Regions from separate parts of the Sus scrofa genome. Here regions 1, 2 and 4 are each linked to region 3. The links are chromatin contacts, called in public targeted proximity ligation maps. All regions are on one chromosome and are shown on one strand. The core of a region is the stretch at or near the end of the contact, and the rest is flanking DNA. Distances in the headings are between cores, read along the strand shown. Region 1 overlaps VAV3 (guanine nucleotide exchange factor VAV3). Region 2 overlaps VAV3 (guanine nucleotide exchange factor VAV3). Region 3 overlaps LOC106510207 (a long non-coding RNA gene). Region 4 overlaps VAV3 (guanine nucleotide exchange factor VAV3).

Evidence for each region.
Region 1: a targeted proximity ligation map of alveolar macrophages shows a contact between it and region 3. A contact is called at or near these places in 1 of 47 Hi-C or Micro-C datasets (liver) and 1 of 2 datasets of targeted methods (alveolar macrophages).
Region 2: a contact with region 3 is called in a targeted proximity ligation map of alveolar macrophages. A contact is called at or near these places in 2 of 2 datasets of targeted methods (alveolar macrophages and skeletal muscle).
Region 4: a contact with region 3 is called in a targeted proximity ligation map of alveolar macrophages. A contact is called at or near these places in 1 of 47 Hi-C or Micro-C datasets (epiblast stem cells) and 1 of 2 datasets of targeted methods (alveolar macrophages).

The regions. Positions count from the first base shown.
Region 1 is chr4:111,962,438-111,969,678 of Sscrofa11.1, reverse strand. The region is part of intron 2 of VAV3 (guanine nucleotide exchange factor VAV3); the gene reads right to left. Among named protein-coding and RNA genes, the nearest start is that of VAV3, 140 kb to the right of the region's middle.
Region 2 is chr4:111,984,993-111,992,289 of Sscrofa11.1, reverse strand. It overlaps VAV3 (guanine nucleotide exchange factor VAV3), which reads right to left. Exons shown (of 28, transcript XM_021090110.1): 3 at 395-453. Among named protein-coding and RNA genes, the nearest start is that of VAV3, 160 kb to the right of the region's middle.
Region 3 is chr4:111,739,258-111,745,840 of Sscrofa11.1, reverse strand. It overlaps LOC106510207 (a long non-coding RNA gene), which reads right to left. Exons shown (of 4, transcript XR_002343540.1): 2 at 4,297-4,374. Among named protein-coding and RNA genes, the nearest start is that of VAV3, 83 kb to the left of the region's middle.
Region 4 is chr4:111,905,369-111,911,941 of Sscrofa11.1, reverse strand. It overlaps VAV3 (guanine nucleotide exchange factor VAV3), which reads right to left. Exons shown (of 28, transcript XM_021090110.1): 2 at 2,499-2,615. Among named protein-coding and RNA genes, the nearest start is that of VAV3, 84 kb to the right of the region's middle.

The DNA of each region.
Region 1 (7,241 bases), core at 1,634-4,133, 220 kb before region 3:
CAAGACCCAGCTTTTACTTTAAGCTCTATCATATTTCTACCCTATACAATCTACTGACACATGTTGATAAATGAATTAATCGTGCAAAATTTCCTATTCAAAGTCTGTTTCCTTATTTGCCCTCTCTGTTTCTGGTGACCACTCATCAAAAAGAAAGCAAAGACGTCAGATGCTGCAGATTGAAAAAAGTCCAAAACTGTAATAACACTAAAAATCTAAAACTGTAGTAACGTTCATGGTTCTCCATTTAATTTTCTAGATCCAAATTTGTTAGAATGGTAACTGAACTAAATGTGAACCAAGTCTCTCTCTCACTCTCTCACACACACACACACACACACACACACACACACACACACAGGTGGGGGAAGATGGTCTGGCATAAATATAGACTAATACGTAAATTAATATTAGGTACTTACTATCCACTAATAATGACCTCCGACTGTTTTCAGCCAAGGAAGGTAGGAATGTATTCGAGAATATGTGTGACGATTTTCCTTGCTGCAAAAATACTAATATTTCTAATTTGAATCCTATATGATGAAGCAAAGCAAACAATTGTAATTACCTTATCGTCTTTCTCCACATGAGGTTTTACCCACTGTAACACTGCAGAGCTAACCTGATGTAACCACAAATGTGATCAAGCACAGAGCAGTTTTTTCTACTGAGCAGCTTCACTCAGAAAAGAACTACTTTAGGAGTTCCCATCGTGGCGTAGTGGTTAACGAATCCGACTAGGAACCGTGAGGTGGCTGGTTCGATCCCTGGCCTTGTTCAGTGGGTTAAGGATCTGGCGTTGCCCCGAGCTGTGGTGTAGGTCACAGATGCGGTTTGGATCCCGTGTTGCTGTGGCTGTGGTGTAGGCCGGCGGCTACAGCTCCGATTTGACCCCTGGCCTGGGAACCTCCATATGCCGCAGGAGTGGCCCTAGAAAAGGCACACACACACACACAAAAAAGAACTACTTTAAAGCCACTGAAACTCTGGGTTTCTAGGTGTCAAAATGATCCCTTCAAATCAGATCACTTTCCCAAGAAACATGATTTCAGTGTAAATGCTCATGTTTTCTTTTTCATCCTTTGTCAAATAGATATTTGGAGGGGGGGGGGCAGGGCCTAGAAACAACAGTAACTTTCTTTCCATTACAGTTCCAGCAATGTTTAGAACTTAACTCTGCCTCTTCTCTCCTTATGGTGGAGACTGTTATTAATCCTTCTCCTAAAAGACAACCTGATGTATCTTTTGCGCTTATATATTGAAATGGGCTTTTAAGGAGAATCAGGGAGATCTGACTCCACCTGCTACTCCTGCTCCTCCAGGGGACAAGCCAGAAGGAGGGCAGGGTCCTGGTGCCGGAGGCCACTTCGCACGGCCTTGGACACAGTAGTAAAGTACACAGGGCACAGCCACCGTGAAGGGCACCCCCTAGCGTTGAACGATGCACAACTGCCCTGATAGCCTCGCCCCACACTGCTCTTCACACCCGCTCTCACTCCCTGCCTGTCTCAGTTCTGCCAAAACCCGAGACCAATGCAGGCGATCCATGCGAATCCTTGGCTTTTTGCCTTGGGCATGAAAAATCATTAAACATAATTTAACTTTAAAGACATTTTTTTTTCCCCGTGCCCGTGGCATGTGGAAGTCCCCGGGGCCAGGGATCACACCGGCACCACAGCAGTAACCGGAGCCACAGCAGTGACAATGCAGGATCAGTAACCCGCTAAGCCACCAAAGCACTCCAAGAAACATTTTCTTTAAAGGCAATAAACAAAGCTTGTTGGATTTTTCTTTCTTCTCTTTTATAGGGAATGTGGCAATACATTTTGGTGGCCAGGTCCAAGATCCAAGGGGAACAGAAACTGAGCAATGTTATTATCCCCCCCCCCAAAAAAAACCAACAACCTTATACTTTGACAAACAAGGAGCAAGCATAGGGATTTAATAATTAATAGAAATGTAGTGCTCAGATGACCAGGCAAGACACAATTTTGGCTATTTTCACACACTTGAACGGTGGTGATTGATTTCAGAGCCCAAATGCTTGTTTAGAAAAATGCTCTCAACATACATATTTAATTAGGTCTCAAAATAGAGATAATTTACACAGTGTCCTGGGAGGCTTAGCTGACACAGGATTTCTGAAAGTTTTGATGCTCAAGTGTCCATCTTTAGCAGAAATATGGGACACATATGGGCTAAGCAATGCCACTGCTCCCAACGCTCATGAACCAGGGCCTTTTTTACCGAACACAGGAATCAAAACACGAACGACTTTGAGGACCCGCACACTAGGCCTCCGAGGAAAGAAAGTGCTTTTAATGAAAAGGGACTAGGAGAGACAAAAACAGTGAATAAACATTTATATAAACAGCAAACTCCAAACAGCCACATAAAACAGCAAACTCCCCAAACAGCAATTCCAAGTGCTTTTAAAACTCTATACACATTTTCTGGAGCTCCTGTTGTGACACAGCAGAAACAAATCCAACTCGTAATCATGCGGTTGTAGGTTCGATCCCCGGCCTCACCCAGTGGGTTAAGGATCCTGTGTTGCAGAGGCTGTGGCGTAGGCCTCAGCTGTAGCTCCAACTGGACCCCTAGCCTGGGAACCTCCCTATGCCACAGGTGCAGCCCTAAAAAGCAAAAACAAACAAACAAACAAAAACTCTAAACATTTTCTTAGAGTATAATATTTTTGTTGACAGATTCTTTTCAAGACTCTTAGAAAAAGGAGACTCTACGAAGTGTTAAAACTAAGAAAGAGTCTGTCACTTTAAGTCAACTGAAGGAAACTTTTGGCGCTGGCTCTCACACCTCACAGAGAGGGCACTCCGTCATCTAAATCCCCATGAATGAGCAGCTGCCCCCACACCATCCGCAGTTCCAAAGCACTGGGACACAGGGCACGGGAAACTCTAGATCTGTTCCTGTTTCAAGCATTGCCTCAGTGGCCCAGGGAACATAACTCTTTTTTTAAATATATGAAATGATTGTTTAAGGGTTACCCAGAATCTGTAGAGAGTAAGAGATTACAATGCATTTCATCAATACCTATTGATCAACACATGAGGTCTTCCAACCTATCACAATGATAAGAATATTATCAGAGTTCCCATCGTGGCTCCTCGGAAACGAATCTGAGCAGCATCTATGAGGATGTGGGTTCAATCCCTGGCTCAGTGGGTTAAGGATCCAGTGTTGCCGTGAGCTGTGGTGTAGCTCGCAGATGCAGCTCAGGTCTGGCGTTGCTGTGGCTGGGGCATAGGCTGATGGCTACAGCTCCTGATTCGACCCTTAGCCTGGTAACCTCCATGTCTTGGGTGCGGCCCTGAAAAAAAAAAAAAAAAAAGACAAAAAAAAAAAGAATGTTATTGTACATGAATATCTGACCTTGTATCTAATTATTCCCTGATAACAATTCCTAGAAGTGAAGTTTCTAGACCAAAGGGTACGCACATTTTTAAAGTTCCGGGTATATACCATTAAACCACGGAGGGGTTTTTTTTTTTAATAACTTCCCTACAAATAAGCTATTCCACACTGCTCCCGAGGCTAAAGGGAACTTGACCAAAGGGAAAGGCATTGTTGTATCATCCACCTGTGCCTTTGATCCGAAAGTATTCTGAGGTGCTCCTGTGATTTTTCTCCCCCTTAAAGCCGTTCTTGTGTTATTCTTGGCAAGTGAAGAATAAGCAAACCACACAGTCTCTTTCTTAGAACCATTTCTTCAAGGTTTCCTTTGTCCACTGTCAGTTCAGCAAGGTTTTGTGGTGGAGTCATTACTATAATCAGACAACAACCTGAGTCTGGGAAAGCAACACTGCCTAACTTCCAATGAGAAGAACATGGATGAAATATTTAATACATTCAACAAAGGAGATCACATTTCTAGGCAAGGAAGAGGATGACTGTGTCAGCACGAGATTTTTAGTACCTGGATGGTACCACGGCCTAGGAATCTGGATTCTTGGATCCTTTAAAGCATCTCTAATTTATAGACTAGTCGAATCACCTATTTTATGAGCATTTACAATACGCAAGATCCTGTTTTTAAATATTATCAAGGAAACAAAATTATCTATAAGCCAAGGTGCTTACAAGGTAGGGTAGGGGCCCAGAAAAATACATCCAAAATGCACTAAAACAATAACAAAGTCAATAAGCACAGGCTCTAATCTGTGCAATGCCTGTAGGTTAAAATCTTGGTTTTGTGGACACATCTCATTTTATTTTATACCTTAAATACCAAATTTGCAATCAGGTTCCACTTCATTCCCAAATAACCCCAACATTATGAAACTGAGAGTGAGGGGAAAAAAATTTACAAAACAATTTTTTATTGTTACACAGGAGAGCAAAGAAAAGCATTTGCAGTGTAGTCCATGATTTGAATTTCCTACAGAAACACGGCTAGAAAGGTTTTAAGAGCCCTCAAGTGACAGCATAATTTATTGTTCCTAGCAAATGACATGTTCTGGTAAAAACAACCCCTTTTCAATTACGAGATGTCTTGAGAAGCTTGTATTTTTATCAAGACTGCCCTTCCTGAAATAATCTCTCCCCTTGTAACAAACATTTTGTCCCATAAGAAAAAGATGATAAAAGTTCTGCAGATAAGTTGCTGCTGACAAGACAAACTCTGGAGGTTCCAACAGCAGCAGCCTCCCACCTAAGCGCCAGCCTTAGGGAACTTGGGAGCAGCTGCTGTAGTGGTCCCGTTTGTCTTAGGTGGTCCTGCTCTTAGAGGGGAGCTCGTACCTCTCCATCAGCTTCCTACACCCTTACAGCCACAGGAGAAGAGAAACACACAGAAAGGAGAGGCAGGGGCACGTTTTCCTCCCCAGACCAGAAGAGAACGACACTCTCGCCCAGGGAACCGAGCTAGTCAGACTTTCCGATCATCCTTTCAAACGCACAGACTCTATTTTCATCCATCTCCAAAGAAATGACGGTGGTTTGGTCAATTGGTATAAGCCACAGAAATGCTACTATTTTGTGAAAATTCATGAAACGGCGTCTCAGTGGAATCTTGCTTTCATCATTAAAATTTCTGTGATGAGACTGAAATATGTTTTCTTACCATTTGGGCTCTTTTAGTTAATAAAGCTATGGGCTAGTTCGTTTTGTTTTCTTTTCTTTTCCTGAGTATTTCAGCTGGACAGTTTTATCTTTCTGTCACCAAATAAGCTGATCATGTTCCACGGGAAGCTCGCAAACACGTTTTTTCCATCCATCCGGATGTCCTGAGATCATCCCACAATGAGCAGACAGAAGACAGCAGGAAAATGGGTGAAAAACAGGAACATTAGGCAAGAGGATCCGACGTCAGGGAAGGAAGACGGAGGATTCGGGACCAGCAGCGTGAGAGTCACCAAACACAAAAGAAAATTCAAAGAAAAAAAAAAAAAAAGGAAAATGTGTAAAGGGAGCCCTAAACTAATTTTAAGAAACAGGAAATAAGAGATTAAAAACAAGGATTCTCCAAAAGGGTTTTTCCTTTCAGGAACATGGGCAGAGTTCTTAAAAGTCCTTTCCTGACTCGTGAATGTGTTCTGAATTAACAGACAATTTGATTTTCTTCTAAGACAGACACTGACATAAAGAAGATGAAAGACATAAAATTGACAAAATCTGGGTTATTCTTGTGTGTCTTTTTTTCCTTTTTAAATCTCATTTCATGTGCAAGAAACAAGGTTTTCATCATTCGAAAGCTGTTGAAAGGTGAGCAAAGGCCTTGGAGTGATGCCCCGGAGGCATGTTCTCTGCCTCCCATTCATGGACAAAGGACCAAGAAGCCTGGGAGACCCACACAGGACGTGACACTGGGCACGATTATTCACCTGCACGAAGAAGAGGTATGCTGACATTTTGTTTAAAAATAGGATGGCATTTTGGGAAAATCTCCTATAGGAAGCAAAGTTGAGAAAACTCTGGACAAGCATAAATACTACATAAGAGAGCACTGGCTGAAGATGGTCTCATTTTTTTTTTTTTTCAATCAACTATCTTCTCACCGAATACCAAGAAAGGTCATTAGAGACTTAGAAATCATAATGGAACATTTCAACAGAGAATTCATGAAAATGTAAATCTAGTCCACAGCAAAATAATAACAAAATCAAACCTATCCAACATATCCAAGACAAGGAGTTAATGTTTCTACTATCCAAACAGCTCTTACAGATCAGTATGAAAACTATTCACAACCACAAAGGAACCTGGAGAAGAGCGAATCCAAGGAGAAGACGCATGATATCTGTTACCATGCTATGAAATCAGGGCTCCTCTGAGAAACGTCTTTGACTTTTAAAAGAGAGTTCTAGGAAAACAAGAATAGTCACAGATGAGGTAACACGGACCGAGGTTTTTATTTCGTTTTAAGGTTTTTCAAGATGGCATGCGTTCACACCATCGATGAATGCACAAGTCCATCGCGCTTTGTTTCGCATCAAAATGCTTGCTTGCTCCTCGGGGAGCCAACCCCGAATTAATGATGGCAGGCACAAAATTTTTAAAAATCACATATTCTTAGTATATTAGGTTTCAAAAGAAATATTAAAAATGATATCATTCTCAAAAGTTTAGAGGTAGGCACAGCTCAAGAAGTTCTGGTTTGCAGAAAGTTACCTAGCACAACAGCGGAATACACCAAAAGACAGTTTTATCGAGTGCTGCTGGCAAGACAACACTCTTGTGTACAGCTAGGACCTGTGCACAGTAACAATCCCAATGTAAGGATACCTCGAAGAAACACAGAAAGTGGAAAAATGCTATCACAGGCACCAGGGAAAAGGACCTGTCAACTCCTCTGTGCGTGACATGTCTTCTATGACCTAAAATACCCTGAGAACGGCTCCTTTTCTTTATTATTTCTCAGACAGATCTCCAAAGAGTAGGAAGAGGGGATGTTAATTGTACATAGCGGGTCCATTTTGGCTGTGAACAGTTGTGGTTCCGGTTATACATACAGCACTATTTTAACATAGTCAGCGTTACCGCCACATGAAGAACAACACACACACAGCTCAGCAGTCCACGCAATGATGGATCCAGAACTGCTCCATCAGGTTCCCTTCCTCCGGTATCCTTAAAAACTACAACACTAACGAGGAGTTCCCGTCGTGGCGCAGTGGTTAACGAATCCGACTAAGAACCATGAGGTTGCGGGTTCGGTCCCTGCCCTTGCTCAGTGGGTTAACGATCCGCCGTTGCCGTGAGCTGTGGTGTAGGTTGCA
Region 2 (7,297 bases), core at 2,155-4,654, 250 kb before region 3:
TGGATGACTGGCTCTACATGAACTAACATCTTTGGCAGTGTTTCTTTAATTAGGCGTTTCTGTTTGTTTTGATGAATCCCATGTATAGAAATGTTAGAGGACACTAAAAAAAAAAAAAAAAAAAAGAAAAAAGAAAAAGAACCATTTCCATGACAGTCACCACTGAATGGAGAACGACGATCAGCCAATGCGTCTTACTCAATTCTGTAAGTTCTAATTTGCTCAATCCGTCTCGAATACGTATTGGGCACTTATAAACGAGGCACTTGGCATGCATGAGATGTGGTCCCCTGTGCAAAGGACTTGGCAAAGTTCATCACAATAGTAACCATTCGATACGTAATCATTTCACCGAACTGACCAGTACACCCGAACCACAGAGCAACGAGCGTACCTGATTCCCGTGGCCAACGCTATCGGTGTGCGGGAAAGTCGTGATAATGTTTCTATCACCTGAAAAAAGAGGAAAGGGTTAATTGGATATGTATTTCACAAAGGAAAACATTTTTCTAAAATAGGAGGTTTACGATCTCATATTACCAACGGCGGCAGAAATGCAATGTTGCAAATGCCGCTAAGCGCAGAATAGGAAGAGCGCTGGGAAGTGTAAACACCTGCCTGATAATTGGGTCCCTTTCTCTCACTTCATGGCTCTAAGCAAACTGCTACATTGGCTGGCAATTTCTTTAACAGTAAAAAGCAAGGAGTTAGGGCAATCCTAAAAGGCCATCATGTCTCCATGTCTACATAATCTGAAAGGCCCTGTTAAGACTGTGCTGTCCAAAGTAATAACCACTAGCCACACAGAGGCTATTTAAACTTAAATTAATTAAAAATCTGAAAAAAAAAATTAAGTTCCTGCTTTCCCACTGTGGCTCCGCAGTGATCATGAGGATGCGAGTTTGACCCCTGGCTTCACTCGGTGGCTTAAGACCTGGCGTTCCCGAATGAGCTACGGTGTAGGCTGCAGATGGGGCTCAGAGCTGGCGTGGCTGTGGCTGTGGAGGAGGCCTGAAACTGCTGCTCTGATTTGACCCCTAGCCCAGGAACTTCCCTATGCTGCAGGTGCGGCCCTAAAAAGAAAACAAAACAAAACATTAAGTTTCTTAGTCGTACTTGCCACACTGCAGGTGCTCAGCAGCCCATGCGGCGAGTAGCCAGTGCACTGGACCACATGGAGAGCAGACACCGCCACCGTCATGGAAGGATCTACTGGACAGCACTGCAATGTAGTGAAGTGATTTTAAGGGTGGGCTCTCAAGTCAGACCATGTGAGTTCTGCTCCTAACTTTATCATTTATGAGCCATATAACCTCAGGCAAACCCCTTCTTTGGGTTTTAGTTTTTTCGTCTGGATACTGCCTATAATAACGTTGGATTAGTCATACTCACTAGATTATTATAAGACGTTAAAAGACAATACACGTAAAGTATTTAAATGGTAGTAGCTATTCTTTAAAACTGCCAACCTTAAAATATTTTCTGGGTATTTTCAGAAAAAGAAACTTCCTAAATTACCGTAGATAATCTGTATCTGTTTCAAAACCTCTTCATGAAAATTCCCATACCTAACGCCCACGTGCCCTGCTGGACCTTCGGCATCAGTGCCCCGTAACTCTACCCTTCCTTCCACGCGTAGACCTCACACCATCTCTTTCCAAGTCCTGGGTGAGGAAGTCAATGAGCTAAAATGTATTTTTCTCACGCAACTCGTTGCTATGATAATAGATATAAGTTGTCCTAATTAAAGAAAATGGAAAGAGGTTCTACTACAAGGCCTATTCAAAATGAGAAGAAAAAAAAGCAAAGAAAAGGAAAAAAAAGGTAAACATCTCTCTCTGGGTTAAGGTAATCTTTGAATTCCTTAGTTCAAAGACGGAACCGCCAAGGTTCCGGGGCTGTGCAGGGGCTGTGCAGGGGTCTCACTCGGTGATTACCCACACATATGCTTATTTATCACCTACTGGAGGAGGCAGCTTATCACTGGGGTGACAGACTCCGAGCTCTGAGGTAAGGACACCTGGCTGAGCGAGGCCACCCCTTACCGGCCTTATGGATGGTAACAACCACTCACCTGCCTCTCGGAGTTACTGGGAAAAGTAAATGCGATAACGCCCATCAACAAATGCTTAACTCAATAGATGTGAACTTTAAAAAAGAATCCCATCGCAGTAGAGTTGATTTACCATGTTGGGCTAATTTATGCTGCACAGCAAGGTGATTCAGCCACACATACACACACATCCGTTCCCATAGAGGTCGTCACAGAACACTCTCTAGATTTCTCTGTGCTACACAGCAGGTTCCTGTGGATCACCCATCCCATACACAAAAGTGTGCATGTGTCAGTCCCAGCCCCCCCAGTACTTCCCTCTCCCCTCCACCCTTCCCCGTTGGAAAGCATAAATTTGTTTTCAAAGTCTGTGAGTATGTTTCTGCTTTGTAAATAAGTTCATTTGTATCATTTTTTCACTTCTTTATCCATTCCTCTGTTGATGGACATAATAAATGTAAACTTTTATTAACATATAAAATACAATGATTATATACAAAAGAAATTTAATTGGAAGCCTTCATGCAACTTCTTCCTGGTTGAAGAGCGAGAAACCACCACCAAGATAACACCTGATATCAATTCATTTCCATAATAAAGACAGCACATCTTTAGTGAGTGTGTAAATTCAGGAGATGATGTATGAACAAATACTAAATTTATCAAAATAAACTGATTCAGGAGTTCCCTTTGTGGCGCAGTGGTTAACGAATCCGACTAGGAACCATGAGGTTGCGGGTTCGATCCCTGCCCTTGCTTAGTGGGTTAACGATCCAGCGTTGCCGTGAGCTGTGGTGTAGGTTGCAGACGCGGCTGGGATCCTGCGTTGCTGTGGCTCTGGCGTAGGCCGGTGGCTACAGCTCCGATTCGACCCCTAGCCTGGGAATCTCCATATGCTGCGGGAGCAGCCCAAGAAATGGCAAAAAGACAAAAAAAAACTGATTCAGGATAAAAATAATCATTTGCTAAATTTCTGAAAATATGCATTATTGAGTGAAGAGTCCAGCTACTGGAAGACTCCAGAATAATCCGTGGAGTAATATTTGGGCTCATGAATTAACCGCATTGTTGAATTTTAGTATGAGCCTTGTCCTGACTTGGCACTGTTTTAAAGTTACAGGGTGGAGTCAGCCTCTAATTTTTTTTTTTTTCACTGTGGTCCCAGCAGTGTCACTATTTATAAAAAGATAAATAGCAGCAGTATTAGCATGGCTACACATGTGCTGTTGCTCTCATTTACTTTAACACAAATACTAAAACACCAGAACTATTCACAAGCTGTGCCCTCCCCACAAGACTCTTATGTAGTTTGATTTTTTCATATAACTGTCCACCAGAGGGAGCCAGACGACAGTATATTCGCTTCTGCAATGCGTGTACCGTACAAACATTTCTGAAAATAAACAAGCTGAAACCATCGCCTCTTATTGACTCAAAGGGATTACTGATTACTACTCTATCATAGAAAAATACCATAAAAATATAAATCGTGGAAGAGACGGGAGGATAGTATGTAGTATGTCCTAAAGTGAATCTCTCAGGTCTATCGCTCAGGGTTATTTCTATCTTATGGTACATCAAGTCCATCCATTAACTCCAAGTTTAGCCAAAGCAAATAAAGGCTGTTTGGTCAATGCAGCATTTTTAGAACAGTGTGTATTGTATTAAGGTAAAGTGCATCCGGATTTGAAATAGACAAGTACACAAATTAATGCCAGATTCTTAAGTCCTCTGTGTGGAGACCAATCTACTGTTAGAAACATCCATCAGGAATATTTATAAAAGGAAACATCCCCAAGGGCAGTAAAAAAAAAAAAAAAAAAAAAAAAAAAGGAAGAAGAAGAAAAGACTATTTGCCTTGAAATGCCTTAATTTCGAAAATTTCACCTCAAATAATATGGAATACGGACATTTACTCTCAGAAAGAGGAGCAGCGAGTTAGATTATTTGCAAAGTAACAGGCTGACAATCAACTACTAAATCCCCAGCAGGGATTTTTCCTTCTCTACATCATCATCCATCCTTTGTTTGATAAGAAGAGTGGCATCTGTAAGAAAAAAATTCCAGATAACAATGCCTAAGAGTTGTCGTGGGAGGAAGGGGGGTGGCGTGGGCAGGCAGGCTGCTTTATGAGCGTGAGATCCCAGAATCTGTGAAGGATCAAGGGGCAAGTTGAAGAAAGACAGCGGGGTCAAACCTGCCTTTTTAGAAGATCTCAGCAAAGTGCAGGAGAGACTAGGGTAGGAGGAGGTGGCATACAGACAGGGGCCAGGAGAGCCACTAGGAGAGGTTTCTCCATTATCCAGGGAAGAAATGAGAGGTCTGAACCAAGCAGCAGCAGAGCTAGAGAAGAGGTGGACAGATGCGAAGTATTTCTCAGTAGCTGATGCACCGGGGAGGCTGAGGGAGGAGAAAGAGCTCAGGATGACCTGAGCTATTAACATCATGAAGGGCCAACTCCACTGCCGCCACCTGGAAAGCTCCAGAAGGCTGAGAGCAGGAAGCTCTGGTTCTCTGTTCCATGCATGTGCCTGACCATGTACATCACGAACTTGGCCAGGCTGGTCCCCATCCAGAGCCTTCTCTCACCTTCTCCCACCTCCAGTCTGGGTTCTTTGTGTCCCCACAGGACTCTGGACATAACTCTGCCCTAGCATCTATCACCTATTTTTAGAAATGTATTTGCTGTCTAAAACATTTGGAAAAGCCCCATGTTTTGTCAACTGAAACAATATAGTAACACATAAAAGTCGTCTGTCCACACCTGTCTCCCCATCTGCCTATACAGGAGCTAAGAATCTGGTTATGACTCTTGCAGAAATTTTTTTTTCCTTTTCCTTTACAATTATTATTTTAGGTAATGTGTCTCTGTTATACAGACTTTTTGTCAACATAGTTTTGTCAGTTAACAATATATCACAAATATTGTGTCAACACATACAGATCTCCTTTTTATTTTAATGTTATGTCAGTGTCTGTGGATAACATAACAATGTAACCATCCCCTGAGAGTGAGCTTTTTCTATATCTGCTGCAATACTGTTGTAATCACCATCCTTACCAAACATCTTTTCAATTGTGTGCAGGTATTTCTACAGGCAGGATTCCTACATGGGATAGCTAGGGCAAACAGTACAACCAGGAGTTCCCGTCATGGCTCAGCGACAGCGAATCTGACTAGCATCTGCGAGGACGCAGGTTCGATCCCTGGCCTTGCTCAGTGGGTTAAGGATCCAGTGTTGCTGTGGTTGTGGTGCAGGCCAGCAGCTACAGCTCCAATTTGACCCCTAGCCTGAGAACCTCCATATGCCACGGGTACAGCTCTAAAAAGACAAAGGAAAAAAAATTTAAGTTCCCACATAAACTGGAGTTCCCATCATGGCTCAGCGGGAATGAATCTTGACTAGTATCCATGAGGATGCAGGTTCCATCCCTGGCCTCGCTCAGGGGGTTAACGATCTGGCATTGTCGTGAGCTGTGGTGTAGTTGTAGACACAGCTTGGATCCTGCGTTGCTGTGGCTGTGGTGTAGGCCAGTGGCTAGAGCTCTGATTCGACCCCTAGCCTGGGAACCTCCATATGCTGCGAGTGCTTCCCCCCCCAAAAAAGAAACAGCACAACCACTGCTCTTCAAAAAATCTGCACAAATTCATATAACCCCTGAAAGGTATCTAAGAACACAATGAGGCACTCTAATGACATGTTTATCTGTCTTTACCAGCTAACAGTGGAAAATAACTTAGAGCAGGGAAATTGCTCCTTCGCTTGTCTATTCCATCACCGAGCTCACAGCCAAGCTCCTAACAACCACTTAACACAAAAATATCTGGTTGCTCAAACAAATGAATGACTACTACTTACCTTACAAAACTGTTGTAAGGATAAGGGATAATATGTGTAAAGACACAAAGAGCTTGGCCTGCTACAAGTGAGGAATGAATGAATGAATAATTAAAGAAGAAGCCCATTATGAAAATCAAATATTAAGTATGAGCAAGAGTTGCTTATCTCCTCAAATCTAGGGACAACATACATAGGGGCACCCCCTCCATCCTATCAACCATTAAAAATTTCCCAAATGATGATTATTTCATTTGAGTACTTTATTTTTTCCATCTCCATTAGTTTAGAAGCCATGAAATGACGGAGTTCCCACTGTGGCGCCACAGGTTACGAATCCAACTGCAGTGCCTGGGGTCGCTGAGAAGACTCGGGTTTGATCCCCCGCCCTGTGCAGTGGGTTAAAAGATCCAGCAACACAGCTGAGGCTCGGATTCTATCCCTGGCCCTGTAACTTCCACATGCAGCAGGTGCAGCCATTTAAAAAGAAAAAGAAAAAAAAAAGAAAAAGCAATGAAAACAGTTTGCAAAAACAGAATGGCAACCATGTACACTAATAAAGCTACCCATTTTAACCATTCTCTTCTTGAGACCTTCTGGCTAATTCTCACCCTCTGCTTATCTAGCACCTTAGTGCTGATGACACTGTAATCGGAGAAAAACAAGTCATCCGTGCAGAAGCAGTTTGTTGGAACTCCCCCCATGGTCCCCAGGGAAGGAAGCCAGGGCCATGGAGAAGAACTACAGGGAGCTGTGGGGACCAGCTCACAGGTCTGCCAAGCTGCTCTAATTAATTATGGGTTGATCTCCTTGGGCTCTCTGGTCTGAAGTTTTATCTCTTAACCCTCTCCCAGACCCAGTGGGAAGGCTATTAAGATTCCTGAACAGGGAGCTAGATTCAACAGGAGTTCCTGGGCCATCGGGTGGCTGCAGGCTTGAGCGCAAGCACCAGACAAGCTTAGCAGTTCAGGGGTGTCTGCAGCATTGCAGCCCCACGGCAGCCAGTTACCAGCTGGCAGCTGGATCTGGGGCCAGGATGGTCTGCTGTGGTCCCTGCAGGCTTGGAGCGAGTGCCCTAGGGCCACGGAGGAGAAAGTCAGGCCTCAGGACATACCTTGGAGTGTGAGCCTGGTGTGCTGGGCTGAGTCAGTCAGACAGGATGGGCCTGTGGACTAGATCAGATGTAAACAGAGGCAGGCCACTCCTCTGAGTGTATTACTCAGGTACCCAATTCTCTGACAATGAAGTCTAACTTCAAACCCATCTAGATGGGATGTTTCAGACTAACAATATATCTCACCTTAACTCTCCAAGGAAATCAACAGAGCCCATTATCTTAATTTTCTTGGCAATTCTAACCTCACACAGTAAATTACCCCATGAGGATACACTACAGCTTAGTGTC
Region 3 (6,583 bases), core at 746-3,245:
TAAGAAGGGATTGGTGAAATCTCATCTTACATTTATGGACCCTGTTTATGGTAATATAAGAGTATAATGAGCTATATATATTTGTTTTGATTGCTCAGTAAATTTGTTTACAATTTTGTCCATGATGCATAAATTGAATTATTGTGAAATAATCCAATTTGTTAAAATTCTAAAGTTTAAATCCCTAACTAGACATTGAAATTAGAAACCACTGTCTCCAGATGTATCCTTTCAACCATCAAGAGGCTACAGCCTAAGCAAGAATGGACTGTTTCAGCAGCAGGTCTTGGAGTTCCTGTTGTGGCTCTGTGGTAACAAACCTGACTAGTATCCATGAGAATGTAGGTTCAATCCCTGGCCTTGCTCAGTGGGTGAAGGATCCGGTGTTGCCAAAAGGTGCAGCATAGGTTGTGGATGCGGCTTGGATTCTGCGTTGTTGTGGCTGTGGTGTAGGCTGGCAGCTGCACTTCCGATTTGACCCCTAGCCTGGGAACTTCCATATGCCATAAGTGCAGCCCTAAAAATAAAAATAGAATAAAATAAAAGAAAAGAAGGTCCTTAGGTGACTACCTGGTAATTGAAGAAGCAGGTAGAGAGGAGGTAAAAAAAAAAAAAGTTTGTATCTGAAAAATAATAATAGCAGCATTTATGGAGGGCTTTCTAGATGCCAGGCGGTGGGTTAAATCCCTTCCATTCATTATCTCACAAAAGCCTCGCATCAATCCTATGAGACTGTGTTATTATGCCATCTTACTGAGAGAGAAAGAGAGGTTCTGATGGGGCTAAGCAAATTTCCTGAAGTTGGGAGCTCCCAGGGGCAGAGCTATGATTCCCAGTCATTCTCACTCAAAACCTGTGCTTTCCACGGCTCATTTGCTCCACTCTCCTGCCGCTCTGAACTTACTCAGCCCAGGATCCCTCTAACGGGCAGCAGAGATGTCTGGCTAAGACCAAAAGCAAGCACCGTAAATGATGTACCACGTGTCGTGATTGCTTCACAGCCAAGTCACCTCCTAGGAAAGGATTTTTCTCTGGTCTGGCAACTTCAGCTCATCCCTCCCATTCGGCTCAAAGGGCCCCTCCACCAGAGGGGGCGCCCTGCCCAGTCCTCTAACACCAAGCCGACTGTCCTGCCTCTGTCCACATGTCTGTACATCTCTATAAGGAGGTTTGGCGGGTTTTTTAACCCCGTGCGGTTAGAGTCTTCCTGCCTGTCTCCGTAATGGAACCGGGAGCTTCTTGAAGAAAGGAAAGACGTCTCACTTGTCTCCCATCACCAGCATCTCTCACGGCGCTGGGTCCACACAAACCTGGCAGATGCTTCTAGAATGATTAAATGAGGGAGTTATAAAAACAATGAGGTGAGGTGGCAGCACAGTCTGAGATGAGGGAAAAAACGAGAACCAGCGTCTGCTGGCTCCTGCACACAGGATATGACCCAGACTTCCTCTGCTTGACAAGCGATGCTCCTATTTTGAATGGTCGCAGGAGCGAAAGGAAGAAACTAGAAGAGCCATGGGAAGACAGAAGCAGAGATTTTCCTGTTCCTGGGCTCCCCCTGGGCGGTGGGCTTTGCCTGGGATTGGATCAGGGCCTTCTGTCCACACAGGACACTGTGCCCCTGTGTGGGGCCGGGGGTCACCTTCTAATTGTGAACTATCTATGGATTCTGAACACAGGCCTCTATGCCAAACAGCACCCACACGCTTGCAAAATCCCAAACCAACTCAGCACACACTCAAGCTGCACGCCGGTCCACTATTTCCACATTTGCTGGCTCTCTCCGCAAACACCTTGCGGAGAGGGGACACGGGCGTTCTTGAAGCCACTGTCTTTTTAGAGCCATCCGTCATGCCCACGTGGAATGCTGGCAGTCCCCCACAGTGACAGACTCCTAAATTGTCATGACCTAATTTTGAAAGAGAAGGAGAGGCCTCCTGCAGCCCACGCCTTCTGGGTGTGCACAGGAAAAGCCCTTCTGCCAGAGGACTTGGCCCAGAGATAGCGTGCTTCGACTGTTTAATGTTACACGCAGTTTTCAGCTCACAGACTAAACTTCGGAGAGAAAAAAAGGAAGCCGAAATATCTCTGTCAGCTCTGGCCCTCAGAGCTGGAAGGAGTCTCTTTCCTACAAGACACAGAAAGAAAAGCAAACCACTCAGTCCTGGCCTTTATTTCCGCTTATATACATTGTCTCTCTCTCCCTCGCTCTCTCCTTCCCTGCCTCTCTCTCTCCTTCCCTGCCTCTCTCTCGCTCTCTCTTTCACACACAGACACACTCACACACACAGACACACACGCCACAACATGATCCCTAAGCAGAACAAGTGACACTCAGTCTCCAGGACTTTGCCACTCCCAACATCATGTTTTTTTCTTTTTTTTTCTTTGTGTGTGTGTGTGTGTGTGTGTGTGTGTGTTTATACCCATACCCGAGGCATATGGAGGTTCCCAGGCAAGGGGTCAAATTGGAGCTGTAGCTGTTGGCCTTTGCCAGAACCACAACAATGCAGGATCCAAGCCATGTCTGTAACCTACACCACAGCTCATGGCAACGCCAGTTCCCCGACACGATTCGTTTCCACTGTGCCACAACAGAAACTCCCATGTTTCTTTCTTTCTTTTTCTTTTTTTGATGGATAAAAAGGCTTTCCCCCCCATTTATAATGATTTTTATTTTTTCCATTATAGCTGGATTACTGTGTTCTGTCCATTTTCTACTGTACAGGAAGGTGACTCATTTACACATACATGTATACATTCTTTTTTCTCCCATTATCATGCTCCATCATAAGTGACCAGACATAGTTTCCAGTGCTATACAGCAGGCTCTCATTGCTGATCCATTCCAAAGGCAATAATGTGCATCTATTAATCCCAAATTCCTAATCCATCAACAGATGATTGGATTAAGAAGATGTGGTATATATACACAATGGAATACTACTCAGCCATTAAAAAGAACAAAATAATGCCATTTTCAGCAACATGGATGAAACTAGAGACTCTCATCCTGACTGAATTAAGTCAGAAAGAAAAAGACAAATACCATATGTTATCACTTATATCTGGAATCTAATATACAGCACAAATGAACCTATCTACAGAAAAGAAACTCATTGACATGGAGAACGGGCTTGTGGTCGCCAAGGGGGGGGTGGGGTGGACTGGGAATTTGAGGTTAATACCTGTTTATTTCTTATGCTTTCGCAGTACTTGCTTTTAGCCAGCAAGAAGGACAAACACATACATGAACAGCCCTATTTTGGAAGTTCTTTCCTTCCAGCTGAGGATTTTAAAAAAGAAGTTCAATCATCTAGTTATCACCTCATATAGCAATTGTTCAGGCTTTTAGGGTCTTTTCTATATTGATCAATTAAAAAATACAGTTTTCTCAGCAAAGGGTAGTGCCTGGCATTCAGTAAGTGTTCATGAATGAATGAATAAACACATGAGCACAAAGAGTCAACCATAAATATAAAGATGACAGATTTCATTAAAACTCAATAGTATTATTACCGTCCTTTATTGGCTGGAACACAGACAAGGAAGCCACCTGAACAGAATTATAATGACAGACCTGCCACAAATTTGCAGGGTTTTATGGGAAATGTTATTTGGCTCTTGCAAGTCTTGTTATAATGTGAGCAAGATATTTATCTCTTTCTTCTTCACAAGGCTATTCTAATTCATCATGTATTGGTGTGGTTTTAAATTTTCCATCTCTATTAAAACTTCCACAAGCTAAAAATCCAGCTCACAGCTCAGCAATCCTTGAGGAACCCTTTATATATTAGACACTTGTTCAAAAATTCTATTGGACTCAAATCTCTACAGGTTGCCAGGACCTCCTGGGAGTCAATAAGAAAGTCCAGCTTGGTCCAAAGACCCAGGACTCTCCCTGAAAGTCTAGAGTCTCAGAACAGACCTGTCCTTGGACCAGGAAAGCCAACACTCCACAGTCTATAAGTGCAAGGACAATTCTAAGGCACAGCTTCCATGAGACTGTCACCAACTTTGATGAGAGCTTCTGGGCATCTTGTTACCATACAGATTTGGATTTAACAGATCTAGGATGCGACCTGGGGTTCTGTTTTGCTAATTAACACCTGGGTGCTGGTGGGTTGGATGGCCACCCTGTAATAGCAAGCGTCTAGTTTTCTGGAGCCACAAGAGTGCCTGGCTTGTGTTTACCCTTTAATCGTCTGAGGATGAATGTATTCTCAGTTTCTCTATCTGTAAAATGGAAATAACAATACCATTTAATAGAATTAGTGCAAAAATTACCAAACTCACCTAAATTTGAAATCCAACTCTTCCCTCTGCTCTATGAGATTTTAGAAAAATCGCCCAACCTCGCCCATCCTGTCTCATCTGAAAAAGGAAAAAAAGATATCTAACATGCAAGTTGTTTTGAAGGTCAAGTGAAATAACCCAGTGTCCCCAATATGGGATACTTACGTGGGGTTCACATTTTAAAATATTATGAATACAGGATTTCAGAGGACATAAGTCATGAAGTTGAAATTATCAGAGGAAGTTCCTGGAGAAAGCAAGATTTTATCTGAGTCTTGGACGAATGGAAAGTTCTAGAGAGTGGGTGAGAATGTTGCCATTTTTTAGGCAAGTCAGCGCAGAGAACACAATTCTCCCCCCTCCTCACCTGATTAATTCTTACTCTCCTGTAGGTCTCGGTGTCCTTATCTCAAGGAAACCTCCCCTCCCCCAGGCCAGGTTAGTCTCTCTGCTCTACCTCATTGCTATGTGCAGTACTCACCTCCTTAATTAGGTAATTTGCCTCCTACTCTAGTCTCCACAGTTCACGATGCTGGCACCATGTCTGCCTTGCTCACAGCTGAAGCCTCCGACCTAACACTTATGCCCAAGTAATATCCATTCTCTTTCTCGCTCCCTTCCCCCGGCCCCCCCACCTTTAGAGCCACTTATGCAGCATATGGAGGTTCCCAGGCTAGGGGTCCAATCAGAGCGGCACCTGCCAGCCTACACCACAGCCACAGCAACACAGGATCCATGCCATGTCTGTGACTGACACCACAGCTCGTGGCAACGCCAGATACTTAATCCACTGAGTGAGGCCAGGGATCAAACCTGCATCCTCATGGATACTAGTTGGGTTCCTTACCACTGAGCCACAACAGGAACTCCCTAGCCATTCTCTTCACGTTGTTTGCATAACTGCATAAAAGAGAATTCAGGACACACATGATCAGCTTTTGAAATATATTTGAAAGGAGATGCAACTTCCTTCTGAAAGTTATATATAAAATAGTATAATTTCACTTCCCTTTGAGGTGCATGGAAACGAATCTAACTAGTAACCATGAGGCTGGGGTTCGATCCCTGGCCTCGCTCAGTGGGTTAAGGATCCAGCATTGCTGTGGCTGTGGTGTAGGTTGGGAGCTGTAGCTCTGATTCGCCCCTAGTCTGGGAACCGCCATATGCTGCGGGTGCAGCCCTAAAATGAAAAAAATAAAAATAAGTATAAATAAAATGGTATCATTTTCACACGTTCGAGTCAACCACAGGAATTCCTGAAGATCTGCAGCCCTTTAGACCTTGCAGGAGCTGGAAGACCATAGGCATGAATAAGTCACAGGCCTGGGGCTCTCAGAGCAGCAGGATGATTAATGGCGCATCGGCAATGGTGGGATAAGCATTGTTATCCAGTTCTGTATGAGGGGAGGGGTTCCTGGAGCACAGATAAAGCAGCAGTTTCTGGGAAGGAAGCAAGGAGAGCTGCAAGGAAGAGGACGGCTGAGCCAAATCTTGAAGGGTGAGCAGCAATTCCCTTGGGGACAATCTAGAGGGAAGAATATTTGCTTCATTCAAACAGTGCTTCTGATACCCAGCTCTGTCAATCACTATTGGTGGAAACTTAGGCAATTTATTTGACCCCTTTATGCCCCAGTCTCCTCATGTGAAAGAGGATTAACAGCAGAATGCACTTCTTTAGGTCTTTCATGAGGAGTATGTCAATTAATACGCATCAAGGGCTTACAGCCGTGCCCAGCACCTAGTAATGTACATGTTAGTTGGTGTTGCTGCTGCTGTTGTTATACTTAATTGTAGCCACAATTCCTTGCAGTTGCAGTTGCAATAGGTTTAAGTTCACCTGGGTGTCTGGGCCACACAGTTGAAAACCACTAAAAAAAAAGTAGAGACAGAGGCAGATAAATCAGCTATGAGTAGCTATTGCAGCCAGCCCGGTGACAATGCTGTCTTCCTGTAGAGCCATCGCTGCTTCGGCTGTTACACTGAGAGTGCTGGGTTAGTGGTGGTCCTTAGGAGGAGAGAGGCCTGAAATCTGTCGTGCATATTTAAGTGCGCGTGTCAATCAATCGAGAAGCCCTTCTGAGAATGGTTTCTCTCAATGGCTATTTTTTGCCTCACAATCTTTAAGGCAGGAAGATGGCTTAACACATCAAAGAAACATCACTCATTCTGGATGCATTGCTCTGAAGTAATCTCCTCTATCAATATTGCATGACACAGACTCCCTGGCATGAGATTGCAGACTGAAGGTCAGAGAGGGTGAGTCCCTGCAGACGTGGGGAGGCTCGTC
Region 4 (6,573 bases), core at 107-2,606, 170 kb before region 3:
GGTGCAGGTGTGCTCATCTCTATCACGAGGGAAACAAAAGTATACCTCATAGGGCTGTTCTGACGATTAAAAAATCTATTTCCAGGGTTTGGAATGGAAATGCTATAAATTCGGTTGTGATGACTGTTGCACACCTATGAATGTAATACAATTTATTCGGTAAAAAAAATATAGACAGATAGCTATCTCCACACTGAAGATATCTGCCACCTTAAAAGTACACAGTAAGTGGTGGCATTATTGGTGGCTTTGCTTAGGGTAATAATGTTTAATAATAATAATACTGGTAAACTTGGTAAATAAATTATGAAAAAAGCACCTTAACGTCTTATTTTTTGCTGGTTTATTTTGGCCAAATACAGTTGCAAGTAGATAGAGAACAGCACCAATCCTGGAAGTAGCAAAAATGTACGTGATTTTATTTATTTGTTTGTTTGTTTGTTTGTTTATTTAGTCTTTTTAGGGCAGCACCCAAAGCATATGGAGGTTCCCAGGCTAGGGGTCGAATCGGAGATACAGCTTCTGGCCTACACCAAAGCCACAGCAACGCAGGATCTGAGCCACGTCTGTGACTGACACCACAGCTTATGGCAACGTCGGATTCTTAACCCAATGAGCAAGGCCAGGGATCGAACCAGCATCCTCAGGAACACTAGTCAGGTTTGTCAGCTGCTGAGCCACAACAGGAAGTGGTATATACAGAATCAAGTTCTCATCTGCAATCCCAAGTTTGTTTCAGACTTCCCACTATCAAAACTTTTAAAAAGCCAGAAATACAATTACCCTTAAGAAGTATACAGTTTATTCCTTTACATTCTCTGTATAACCTCAACTCACCTACAATGCTACCTTTGTCTAATCAATCTTGCATGCAATGCTGTTCCACTGAACAAAGCCATGTATTTCTACACAATTTTTATGACTACTCCGTCTCTGTCAACACTATTTCGTGCAAATTCGGCTGAAAAATGAAGAGCTTTAAAAAGTCAAGACTCTTCTTTCATTTTTCATTTCCCCAATTCATTTTCATTTTCCATTTCCCCAAAAGAGAGGGGGGGAAGAAAGAACAACCAATGAACATTTTTTAAAAAATAGGAGGAAAGGTCAAAGAGTAGCAAAAAATCCTTCAAAGTTGCGGAGGCATTTTCCCAGCCAGCAGCTTAGAGGACTGGCCACTTCACCTGGAATTCTATCCGATTCCTCTCTGTTTTCATCGCTTCAGTTCACGGCCACAGACAAACGTGCCACTGCCTCTTTATGAGGAGGCTTGGTTTTCAGTTCCTGGTAATTCGCATCACACATTATCTTCCATCACTTTTTTGGACCTCAAGACAGTTAAAATCACAGCTTGCCAGAGAAAAGGGGAATTTTAGACACCATGTTCTTATACCCATTTCCCTTTGTACAGACTTCCAAGTGGGCAGGTATTTGATGACGCAGAGACTGCTGATGTCCAAAAGACCACAAAGTAACCAAGAGAGAAGCCACCATGCCTTCTCCCTCCCGGGGACAGGATGGCTGCCCCATACGTGCTGCATTTCAGCACCCGATTCCTTAGGTCTCTACTTCAAGTTTGTGCTATTCATTCCCATTGCCAAGCAAACCAATCCACTGCTCAGTTTTTATTTTATAATCAAAATATTACATCTTAGAGAGTAAGTAAAGAAGTCTTTATTTGATCAAACAGCCTTTTGAGGAAATACTAACACCTGAATGAGAAGCATAAGAGCAAACACCTCAATATCTTTAAATTTTTCCCTTCTTATGTGCTTATTTTCACAATGCAATTATGTCAGCAGGGGCTCAAAATAAGGTCACGTAACTAACCTGACTCTTTTCTGGCTTCTTAGACACAAGAAGTTTAACTTTATGCCCAATCACTTCAAAATAAATGAACATAACTTTTCCAAGAATGATTTCTGTCCCCTATGACACACGGGTGTTTGCTGTATATCCATGCAATGAGAGTAGATAAACATGAGGACAACTTACATGTGACAATTATTGAAATCCAACAACCTAACACGTATCCACTAAAATACAACCAATAGGGGTAAGTGAACAACCTCAAACGTTTCGGCCAGTCCTGTCTTCTGCCAGGCCACCTACCCAAGCAGCAAGAGAGCCAACAAAGTATCCTCAACTCCCCAAGATCGGGTGACTTTTAGGTGTGGAGAAACCTAGAGTTCAGTCCTCAGGCCTGAGAGCCCCACAAGCTCTAAAACACAGAAAATAGGAATCCTGTGCTCCAAGACAACCGAAAGGAGACATCGCCTCTGGTTAAAGATTCTCCTAATACTCTTTTTAACAGAAAAATTACCCACCCTCATCTCATTTGGTCAGTTGTTGCTGCTATGGGGTTTTTGGCTAAACCACCTATGCGTAAAAGTGATACTGAGATCATGCAGCCACGTGTCCTATTTCAAGATAAGAAACAAGAGTATTTGAGGAAACGGTCTCCAATAAAAATAAAAACAAAAAAAAGAAAAACCAATTACCTTTCCGAAGTCACGGACATCAAACAGGTCAAAGGCCTCGAACAGTTCACTCTTTCTCATTCCAAATGTCTCGCAACAGGCCGTGAGGAACGTCCTTATGTTCTTCAAGCAGAGAAACTGAGGAACAGGAAACAGCCGTCAGTACGCAGTGAATCATTCCGAAGGCCACCTACCCTCCGTCCCACCCAGAAGGCTGCCAAATGACGAGGAAGGATGTGCCCTCTTTGGGGGCTGTTCTCGGTCCCTCCCCCAGCAGCGCCCACTGATGCCCGCTCTCTCCTGGCACTGAGGACCCAAGTGCAAACAAGGCAGACGGAAGCCGGCCCCTTCATTCTAATACGAGGAGACAGACAAGAACAACAAAAACAAAAGCATGAGCCTTGTTCTTTTCCTATGGTGATGAGTGCAACAGAGAAAAAGAAATTAAAGCTGGGCGAGGGATCAGGAGTGCCGGGGCAGGGGCAGGGGGGCTTCAGTGAGATGGCTGGAGAAGGTGCCGATGAGAAGAGGACATATAAGCAGATCTGAAGACGGGGAAGGAGCAGCCACGCAGAATTACAGGACAGCGTGTGCGGCCTCGAGTAGCATCCCACGCCAAGGCCCTGAGGCAGAAATGTGGGGGGATATTACTGAGGAAGAGGTTCAAGGTGGCTGGAGCCGAGTGTGCGACAGGAGAAATGCAGGAGGTGAGCTGGAAAGGCAATGAGGCCAGATGACAAAAGGCTTTGATGGACAAGCTTTTACGATTCCTGAGATGGGAAGTCACTGGAGGCCCGAGAACAGAGTCGGGGTTGGAAGTGATGTTTTAAAAGTTTTGAATACAGAAGGAAAAGGGCTGGAGAAGGATGGAGATGGGAAAACCAGTTGGGAAGCTACCACAATAATCTGAGTGAGAGACACGTGTTCCATTTTGACTCTTCAGTCGGAGATGCCTATTAGTCATCCCCCGGGAAACGGGGCGGCAGACAACTGGAGGTACACATTTGGAGTGTGGGGCACAGGTGCATACTCCAGTCATAAATCTGAGGGTCTTTAGAGCATGCACAACATTTTTTTGTTTGTTTGTTTGTTTGTTTGTCTTTTTGCTATTTCTTGGGCCGCTCCCGCGGCATATGGAGGTTCCCGGCTAGGGGTCCAATCGGAGCTGTAGCCACCGGCCTACGCCAGAGCCACAGCAACTCGGGATCCGAGCCACGTCTGCGACCTACACCACAGCTCACAGCAACGCCGGATCGTTAACCCACTGAGCAAGGGCAGGGACCGAACCCGCAACCTCATGGTTCCTAGTCGGATTCGTTAACCACTGCGCCATGACGGGAACTCCTGCACAACATTTTTAACCATGGACTTTTGGAGAAAGACGAGAGAAGGAGGACCCACGGGACCAGGTCATCTTAGATCAGGAAAAGAGGGGGAGCCCACACAGGGACTGAGAAAGAGGGTGAACAGGTTTCCCCGGAAGCTAAGAAAAGAAGGTGTTTCTAGGAAGAAGGCGTGAGTGGTAAGCTGCCAGCTGCTGCCACTACTCACATAAGATTTTGACCAAGCACTGTCCATGGAATCTGGCTGTTGAAGGTCATGGGTGCACCTTGACAAAAGTGGGGGGGTGAGGCGGGTAAAGGGGGGAGCTGCATGGTGCGGCTTCAAGAGACAATGGGAAGAGAGCAAGCGAAGACCCGATATAGATATCTAGGAGCTTTGCTGCAAAGGGGAGCAGAGGCTTGAGGCGGTCTAGTCAGAGAGAGAGGTCCGGGAAGGGCTTCTGAACCATGGAAGCTGTTACAACATGTTCCTATTTTGATGGGAAGAAGCTGAGAGGGGGAAAGATGGTCACGCAGGGAGAGGGACAGTCCCACAAATGAAGTCCCTGGGGAAAAGGTCTGGTGCTCAAGCGGAGAAGCTCATCTTGGGAAGAACACGCCTGGCTCGAGGACACTGCAAGGGACAAGAGGGAAGGCAGCCGCTATCACAGCTTAAACAATCAACAGAATTTACTGGCAGTATCTAAAAGGCCGATTCACCTACTCAAAATACACACACATCCTGAATTTCAGAAATAGTAGCTGCAATGGCACACACAAAATTATTAACCTCCAATAAGTGAGAAAAACTTTAGCTAATTATTGCGTCTTTCCTTCCCTTCCTTTCTCTCTTTCTCCCCCTCGCCCTCTCTTGTAGTGGCCAAGCCCATGGCCTAAGAAAGTTTCTGGGCCACGGATTGAAGCTGAGCCACAGATGCAACAACCTATGTAGCTCCTGCAGCAATGCTGGATCCCTTAACGCACTAACACACTGTGCCAGCCGGGATCGAACCCATACCTCTGCAGAGACCTGAGCTGCTGCAGTCAGATTCTCAACCCACTGTGCCACAGCGGGAACTCTTGCTTTTTTTTTTTTTTTTTTACAATATTGTCAACATTTTATTTTGTTGCTCTGTTTTCCATTTTGGTTTGTTTTTTGATTTGCAGAAAGCCATATTTTACTTCTCTACCTTGGAAATATTCAGATTTTTCATGGGCTTAACTCCGACGCAGTTTTACCCTTCACAGGAATCTTTCTTGAGGCTTCAATATTTCAGGAGGGGTTAAAACCACAGGGGAAGCATCATAAACCCTTTGAAGCAAAGGCAGCAGCCCAATCAGCACACACCGTTACTGCTTTCACTTTAAAAAATTCATAAGAGACCTTTAGGACATAGAATCACTCTGCATGTAGCTCTTCCACATAGAATTGCTTATTTACAGATTAAAAGCCTTGCATTCTGCCAAGATAGACAATAATTACTCTCTTGGGATTATGCAATGGTTCTCTTGCAATATTTTTTACATAATTAAGTGCCCAACTCATAGCTCACCAAGGAACAAAGCATAATTGCACATGCTACCCTCTGAAGATTTCACACCAAACTCAAATTTTCCCCCATGTAGGAAAAACCACAGTAGATCTCCATTCAAGTGCTTTGATCACTAATTCAGAAAAATATTATGATTGAAAGTCAAAAAAAAAAAAAAGAAAGAAAGAAAGAAAGAAATGTAGTCCTCATCGCATGCATAGAAGAGAAGATTTAAAAGCAGAACTTCCCCTTACCTCTGGAACCACTCTTAACCTTATTTGACCCTTATTAATTCAATTCTATTAAGTTCCACAAATATTTACTGGATTTGAAAAATCTCACAGGTGCGCTCTCACATTTCCAGGCAGTCATCAGGTTTGGTCACCTTTTTATTTAGGTATTTTTTTAGTCAACTGTTTTGGAATGCCTACAAGTTCAAAACATGGGAAATGCGAGAAAAACGAGTTAAGACAAGCGTCTCTGTTAACCGTAGCTGGAGCTTTTCATAGTCACTCAACAATCGGCTAATAACTCTGGGATCCCACTTCCCCCCAGGGCTCGGTGCAAGTACAGGACGTGTTGAGGGACAAAGGAAGTGGCCTTAGAAGCCCTGGACAGAGTGGGGCCTGCCAGCCTGCCTGCCAGTCCCCAGACTTTTGCTTGGTGTTCCTTCCATTGCACTTTTTCTTTTCCCAGTTTATTTAATTTCAAATCAAAAGAAACGTTGAAAGAACAGAACAAGGAACACTCCATTTACGCAACAACTGTAATGTCCTGCCATGTGGGGTTTTGTGCGTCAATCATTTCTCTTATTTATTTACAAAATCGTTGCTAAAGTATGCGAAAGTAAGTTTGGACATCCAGGCGCGTCACTCCTCAAAAACTCAACAGGCATCACCCAGGAATAAAGTTGTTTTCCTAAATATTCACAAGGCCATTATCACACCTGAGAAAATTAACAATAATTCCATATCATCTCGTATCCATTCCATATTCAAATTTCACCCATTGCCCACCCAAGGCCTTTTTACACGAGCCCCCCCCAATCCCCTCCCACCCCACACTCTCTAGGGTCCTGTTCAATTTTACCCACTACTTTTGGTTGCTTTATCTTTGCAGTGTCTTTTAAGCTAAAAAAGATACTTTTTTTTTTTTAATAATGATACTGATTTGGAAGAATCCAGACCCAGGTGTCTTATACAGTGTTCCACAGTCTGCTTTGTCTGTTTACTTCCTCCTGGT